Regions from separate parts of the Mus musculus genome. Here region 1 is linked to region 2. Evidence: chromatin contacts called from public Hi-C data. All regions are on one chromosome and are shown on one strand. Each heading gives the region's core, a stretch centred on a gene start, on an enhancer-like site or on the middle of the called end of the contact. The rest is flanking DNA. Distances are from core to core; before and after follow the strand shown. Region 1 overlaps Prkce (protein kinase C, epsilon). Region 2 overlaps Prkce (protein kinase C, epsilon).

The links. Hi-C and Micro-C count contacts between places; a contact is called where the count stands out from the background.
Region 1: a Hi-C map of uterus shows a contact between it and region 2, with 1.9 times the contacts expected there. The contact joins two enhancer-like sites. A contact is called at or near these places in 6 of 39 promoter capture datasets (the 3T3-L1 cell line, hippocampal neurons, pre-B cells and 1 more), 14 of 484 Hi-C or Micro-C datasets (the AML12 cell line, the N1E-115 cell line, cerebral cortex and 9 more) and 5 of 115 datasets of contacts at active chromatin or transcription factors (the HPC-7 cell line, astrocytes, embryonic forebrain and 2 more).

Annotation. Positions count from the first base shown.
Region 1 is chr17:86,262,174-86,265,480 of GRCm38.p6, forward strand. The region is part of intron 1 of Prkce (protein kinase C, epsilon); the gene reads left to right. Among named protein-coding and RNA genes, the nearest start is that of Gm52296, 21 kb to the left of the region's middle. Within about 2 kb of position 2,033, at least 9 of the 459 cell types and tissues checked have an H3K27ac peak or open chromatin away from gene starts, as enhancers often do. A contact at or near this core is called in the N1E-115 cell line and uterus, where this site is marked.
Region 2 is chr17:86,184,320-86,187,395 of GRCm38.p6, forward strand. All of the region lies in intron 1 of Prkce (protein kinase C, epsilon), which reads left to right. Among named protein-coding and RNA genes, the nearest start is that of Prkce, 18 kb to the left of the region's middle. Within about 2 kb of position 1,477, at least 102 of the 459 cell types and tissues checked have an H3K27ac peak or open chromatin away from gene starts, as enhancers often do. A contact at or near this core is called in the N1E-115 cell line and uterus, where this site is marked.

The sequences.
Region 1 (3,307 bases), core at 783-3,282, 78 kb after region 2:
GTCCTGGACTCTTGGGAGAGGGAGGGGTACCTTGTTTGGGTCCTTGGGCAAGTTATTATCTTTTTGCCTTGGTTCATTTGCTCTGTAGCATAGGGATGCATGTGTAATTCTGAAAATTAAGTAGGAATACAGTGAAAGTATCGAGAACTATTGCCTATGGGAGTTACCCAGTGTGGATTAAAGCCCTGCTCTTGCTGAGTATCTGATGCCGATATGTAGGCTGAGCCCATTCCGTTCACAAGGTAATCATGGAGAGCCTTCAGTTGTCTTTCTCCGTCCCATCTTCCATCAGAGGTAGGCCTGAATATCCCCACCACATCAGCACTGACAAAATTACTCCTTCCTTCTAGAAACATCCGCAGCTCCTCATTCCTAGGGCAGAGAGTTCTGAGTCTTTAACTGGGCACTGAGGCGTTCTGCATGTCTCTCGCCTTCCTCTTTGGTTTCCCTTCCGATGTTCATCCTGCTCCTCCCGTGTGAATTCCAAGTCCTCCTTGGTGGTGCCTGGGTCCCCTGTGCTGCTTCCCAACTCCATCCAACCTCTGTGTCATAGCTCAGGTGCTTCTCTGTTGGGAATGAACTCCCACTCAACAGCGTCAGGCAGAGCTCAGCTCCCCGTCCCTTCCCATCCCATCCCTTCCTGTCCCTTCCTGTCCCTTCCCCTGAGGTTTTCACCTGCTGTAACTCATGAAGTACATGTTGGAGATAGTACGTCATCCATGGTAATATCTGATGTCTGTGGGTGATGTCTGATAATTGTGCAGAGTTTACCATCCTCATATCCTATCAGGACCATTTACACACATCTGCTTTCCTAACTAGGCTGCAAATTCCTTGTGGGCGCCCTATGCCTCTTTAACCTCTATAGAGCCCTATTTATCACCCGACCTGGGAAAAGCTTTCCTAGTATTTATGAAATTGAAATCAAATGCTATCCACCTATGCAATATCGTATACGTATTATTAGATACCATAATACTTTTCTATTTCACTTATGTATACTGATACCATATATAAAATCTCACTTGCCATCCACTACTAATTGGATTTCTAAACAGTTGCTGCGTGTAGCACTGGGCTCCTCTAATCACATCAAAGAAGACAGTTCTCCGAAGGAGGCTCTTCCACAGCACTTAACACTCGGTTGGTGAGACAGAATTTGATTAATTCCTCCCTGATGAATGTAATTGACTTGAAACTTCACCAAAACAACGTTTTTGACAATACAAAGGAGTGAAAATCTCCTTTTATTAACCTCTGGATGTTCTTCTCCCTCCTCCCTCCAGACCAACCACTGCGAGCACTGAAACACGTCTCTCTCTGATGCAACAACTAGTGTTTACTGAGTGGTTGCCGTCCGCCATCTCTTCACCCAGCTTCACCCAGGTTCTACCATTCCTATTGTGAGGCAGATGGTATTGTCTCCATGCTATCAAACAGGAAAGAGAGGCTTGGAGAAGTTAATTTATCCAAAGCCACGAGGCTTGTGATTAGAGTATCTACTAGCTGGAGGGTCGTAACTCTCTGTTAGAGGTTTTCTCCTCATCTTCTTTCCCATTTGCATGGAGACAGCCCACCTGTACCTCTCGTCATATTTTGTGGCCCATCTCCAACATGGAAACCCAGGGGAGCTGGGATCTTGCCCCCATAGATTGTGCGCTGTCAAAACAATCACATCGCCTCTTTGGGCCTGATTTTTTTTTCAATCTGTGAATCCAAGAGCTGGTTTCAGTAATCTCCATTATTCATCAAGAACATTCTGTGATTTTTTTTTTTTTTTTTTTAGGAATTAAACACCAAAGCGAGGACTGGCTTTTCTGCAGGCCCTCCCCTCTCCTCCTGCACCTGCAGGCATATTATCTTTCATAGCGCTCAGGCAGGCGGTCAAGTCACCCTGACCCAGGTACCTCCCTGCACCTCCACAGGCCTGCAGAAGCTGCCAGGCAGCCGAGGGAAAGGGAGAGGCCTGTGGGGTGTACTGAAGAGCAGGGACTTAGTGGGTTATGTAAGCCATTTATGATCCCATCTAGTCTAGCAGTGCTTGTATCCTTTGAACAGCAGGCGGGGCTCCTGTTGTTTACAGGGCTTCTTGGAGCATAGGTTTAAGAGGAGGGTCCTGAAGGTTTATGGGTGCTCCCCGAGGGCATACATGTTTAACCAGGGTTGTAGCTTTTCCCTTTCTTCCTCCACCAGCTTTCCTGGCTAAGGCAAAGATTGTAGGGCTAAATTTATCTGAGCTCCATATGGGATGTATATACCTCTGCCATTTGTATGTTAGGCACTGAGTCATGTCTGGGTCACCTGGCACCACGGGGACCGGTGAGCCCAGAATCACAACAAAGGTAATTAAGACAGACTTCTGCGTCCCACCCACCCCAGAGTTTCTGACTTAGGTCTGGGTCGGAGCTTGATATTTCCATACCGGGAGATATGGGTCCAGGAATGATCGATCACATGAGGACAACCAGTGTGCTAGAGAGGTTCTACAAAGATGCTTACATCACGTCACCAAACTGAGACTAGACATGGAGACGTTTCTGGCCACGTTTTCAGATGGAATCGATTTACTGAAATCTTAATAAACAAAAGGAGGGTTTGTGTCTTCTTCACATAAAGTCATCATCATGGCTGTTGTGATCATGGTTAGCTGTGCTTTAGGGTGCCCCGAGACCACCATGAGGCTGAGCCAACCTGACTGAGTTGTACATTTTACACTCACAGACGGTTCCTTTATACCCCACTGCCTCTCTCTCCCGGGTGATGGGTTGCTAGGACTTTCCCCCTACCTAGAGCTTCAATTAAAACCTTTGCTTTCATTTATGTGTCTGGCTGTTTGGGCCGCATGTGTGTCTGCACATCATGTTCATGCAGGGCTCCGAAAGCTAGAAGAGGGTGTTGGATCCCTTAGGACTGGAGTTGTAGCCAGTCCTAGGGTGCTGGCACTCAAAAATGGGTCTTCTTGAAAAGTAGCCTATGCTCTTAACTGCTGATCCACCCCACTTTTCTAGTTTAAATGTTCATACCTATAAAAGCAAGGAGAATTGAACAATAAACTCAGGATTCCCATCAATTGGACCTTTAACACTGCTGTCTCTTATTTCTTCACAAGTGTTCTACAGCCATTTCCAGACATCCCCACCCTCCCCTCCCAAGTATTTCCCACAAATGGGACACTTTTTTTTTTGCATAACCACAAAGCCATGACCACAACTAACAAGTCCAACAAGAGTGTCTAAGTATTATTTGAATATTTAATATTCAATCCACACTCACATCTCCCAAGTTTTTTTTTTTTTTAAATCCATTT
Region 2 (3,076 bases), core at 227-2,726:
AGCATCACCTTTAAAGTTGTAATTATAATAATAGCATTACTGTTTCCAGTGCTGAGGATAGCACCCAAGGAGTCATGCATGCTGGGCAAGTGCCTTACAAATGACCTACAGCCCAGCCCTGCCGTCACTTGTTAAGGCTGTATTTGGTTGATAAAAAGATAAAAAAAAAAAATCAAGCAGAAGTCACAGAGTGCCCCTCACCATCACACAGTTTCCGCTACTGTAATTATTAATGAGTATGTATTTTAAAACTTAAAAGTTGTGAAGGATGCAGCAGAGGGCCAGATGTTGAAGCAGGTAATGCCATGGTTGGCATAGTGGTTAGCATAGTGCCAGGGTTTGTGTTAGACCAATGTGGGCTCTAGTCTGCTCCCCTCCCAGGCCACGGAACCAGCTCTGTCTATGACTGAAGGACCAATTGCATAACCTCTTTTATTTCTTCATCTGTAGCACAAAGCCTGCAGTATCTATCTAAGTGTGCTGTTTGGAATAAATAGCGTCGTGTATACACAGTGCTTAGAAAATGCTTGTCAGATGATAAGCACACAAAAATGTTAGTTATTAGAAGTCCATTGTGAAATGTAAATCGTGACTGCTGTGGTTTGAGACTGATTATGTTGTTAAGGAGGTGGCTTGATTGAATTCTGTGTGTGTGTGTCTGACTATCTCGTGGGTTTAGGGGTTGCCTTTCATCTAAGGGCTACTTCTTAGACAGATGGTAGTTCTCATTATAATGACTCGCATAGGAAGTGGCTGTGGTTTGCTGAGTTTGTATTTGCTGCCTGCTTTCAAGCATTTATCAGACAGTAGATGTTCACAGGGCGCTGCGTTCATAGCTAGCTTCTTTATTTTTCATCAGCCTAACACTGCCGCTAATGAGCTCTGTGACCTTAGGGGGGGGGGGAAGCTTGACTTCTTTGGTCTTAGAGGTCTTTGAATGTGAAGTGGGACAGTTGCATTGGGTCTAGTCATCTCACTGGGCTGTAGGCCCTTAAAAATGAGTATGTGTCACACACACACACACCTAAATTCTAATGAGGATCACTTTGGGAATTGGGGAAAGGACGGCATCTTCATCCGTGGTGTGTCAGTGAAGATCCAGAGGCGAGATGATGTCTCTTGGTAGGTACCAGACTCAGACGCACCTCCCAGGTTTGCCAGCATTTAGTTTTGTTTTGTTTTGTTTTGTTTTGTTTTGTTTTGTTTTGTTTTGTTTTGTTTTTTTCCAAACTGCCTGCATCACTCTTAACATTGCTGAGGTGAAGGTTTAAAATCTGCTTCTAGGATTCTGGTGCAGTAGAAGCCCCACCCCGCCTGCGGGGCAGCATGGGTTTCAGCCTCCGTATCCCTACATGGCTCTTTAAGAGTCTATCTTTATCACTGCTTATCATGACTGTGTGCAGACGCCTTGCAGCCCTTACAGCCAACTATTTCAGGGGAAAGGAGGGGGAAGACAGATAAGGCAAGGTTCTGAAACGGGCAGGGGAGGAGGGAGTGGAGTCATGTGGATGTCCCCTGGGGAGGGGAATTTGCAGCCCTGGCTTGGGCTGAGGAAGTTTGGAGTGCCTAGAGAGCGAGTGAGGCCCCCCCCCATGAAGCAGATTCACAGCTCAGACCTTGGCCCTGGCTGCATGAGCTCCAGTCTCAGCGCTGGTCCTGCTCTGCTCTGCCAGAGGCCTGGCACGATGGGGACACCCGTCATGGGCTATTGCGCCCCCATTTGAAAAGACTGGTATATCATCCGTCACAGGGAGAGCACGATGTGAACAAAAGTATCTCTTGGCAAGCAGAGTCTTCAAAACTTAAGACGCTTGTAGTAGAGACTACCTATTCCATCTTTAGTTTCTGGGTGCGCGTGCCCGTGTGTGTGTGTGTGTGTGTGTGTGTGTGTGTGTGTGTGTGTGTGATACTAATATATGTTAATATTCAGATGCCATTTGTCCTTTTTGGCCAGAGAGGTAGCCTTCGTCACTGTAAGGTTGACAGGTTCCTCTTTAACGGGATCTGGATTTTAGAGGACTCTGCATAGTTTATTTATACCTTTTCAAATTTAATCTTCCCTTTCTCTCTCTCTCTCTCTCTCTCTCTCTCTCTCTCTCTCTCTCTCTCTCTCCCTCTCTCTCTCTCTTTATTTTCTTGCTATCATTCTTTCCTGGAGATTGAACTCAGTCACTTAGAGACATTCAAGGTCTATTTAAAATAAATCTGACATGGCAATTTTAAATTTGAAGATAGAATGTTTCTAGGATAGTTACTCACAAGTACTGATATGCTGATCATATCATCATGCCTTGTGTGCAGATAAGTATTAGTTTCTGAAACCTGGGGGGGTGTTTTTGTTTTGGTTTGTTTTTGCATGTATATGTGTGTATATATTCACATGTGTGGGTGTGTATGAGGGGTCTATGTATATATGTGTGTAAATGCTTGTGGAGACCAGAGATGAATGGCAGGTGTCTTCCTTGGTCTTTCTTCACCTTCTATGCTGAAGAAGTGTCTCACTCGAACAGACTTTACCTACTTAGCTGGTCCCACCTTGTTCTGGGAAATCCTTTCTTTCTGCCTCCTAGATGCTGGGATTATAGGCAGCCACCATATCTGCCCAACAGTCACATGCACTCTGGGGATCCAAACTCTGGTGCTTACAGTCACACATGTGCTCTACCAAGCAAGGTATCTCCTTCGCTTACGTTCCAGTGTTTGTTTAAGTAATTATAGTAATATCTTTATTCTTAAGTTCCAACTTAGGGGTGTGTGTCTGTGGGGGGAGACAGATAGTGTACGAGAAGGGCTTCTCACCCCGACTGCTTTAAGGTGAATGAGATGGAGGTGAACAGATAAAAAAAGGGGGTTCCCTGCTCTTGGTGCCTCACACTTTCCATCTCAAACAGCTCCCTAAAGGCTGATATGTTAGGATTGTCCAGAGCGAGACAGGGAAAGGCTTCCCAGAGCGGTTGACATTGGCCTTGGTCCAAAAGATCAGGGAGGAAGGGTCAGATCTACATGCCTAGAACATGCTTCTTTGCCTGCCTGCCTGCTCTTCAGTATCGGCTCTGTAACAGCCACGGATGCAGAC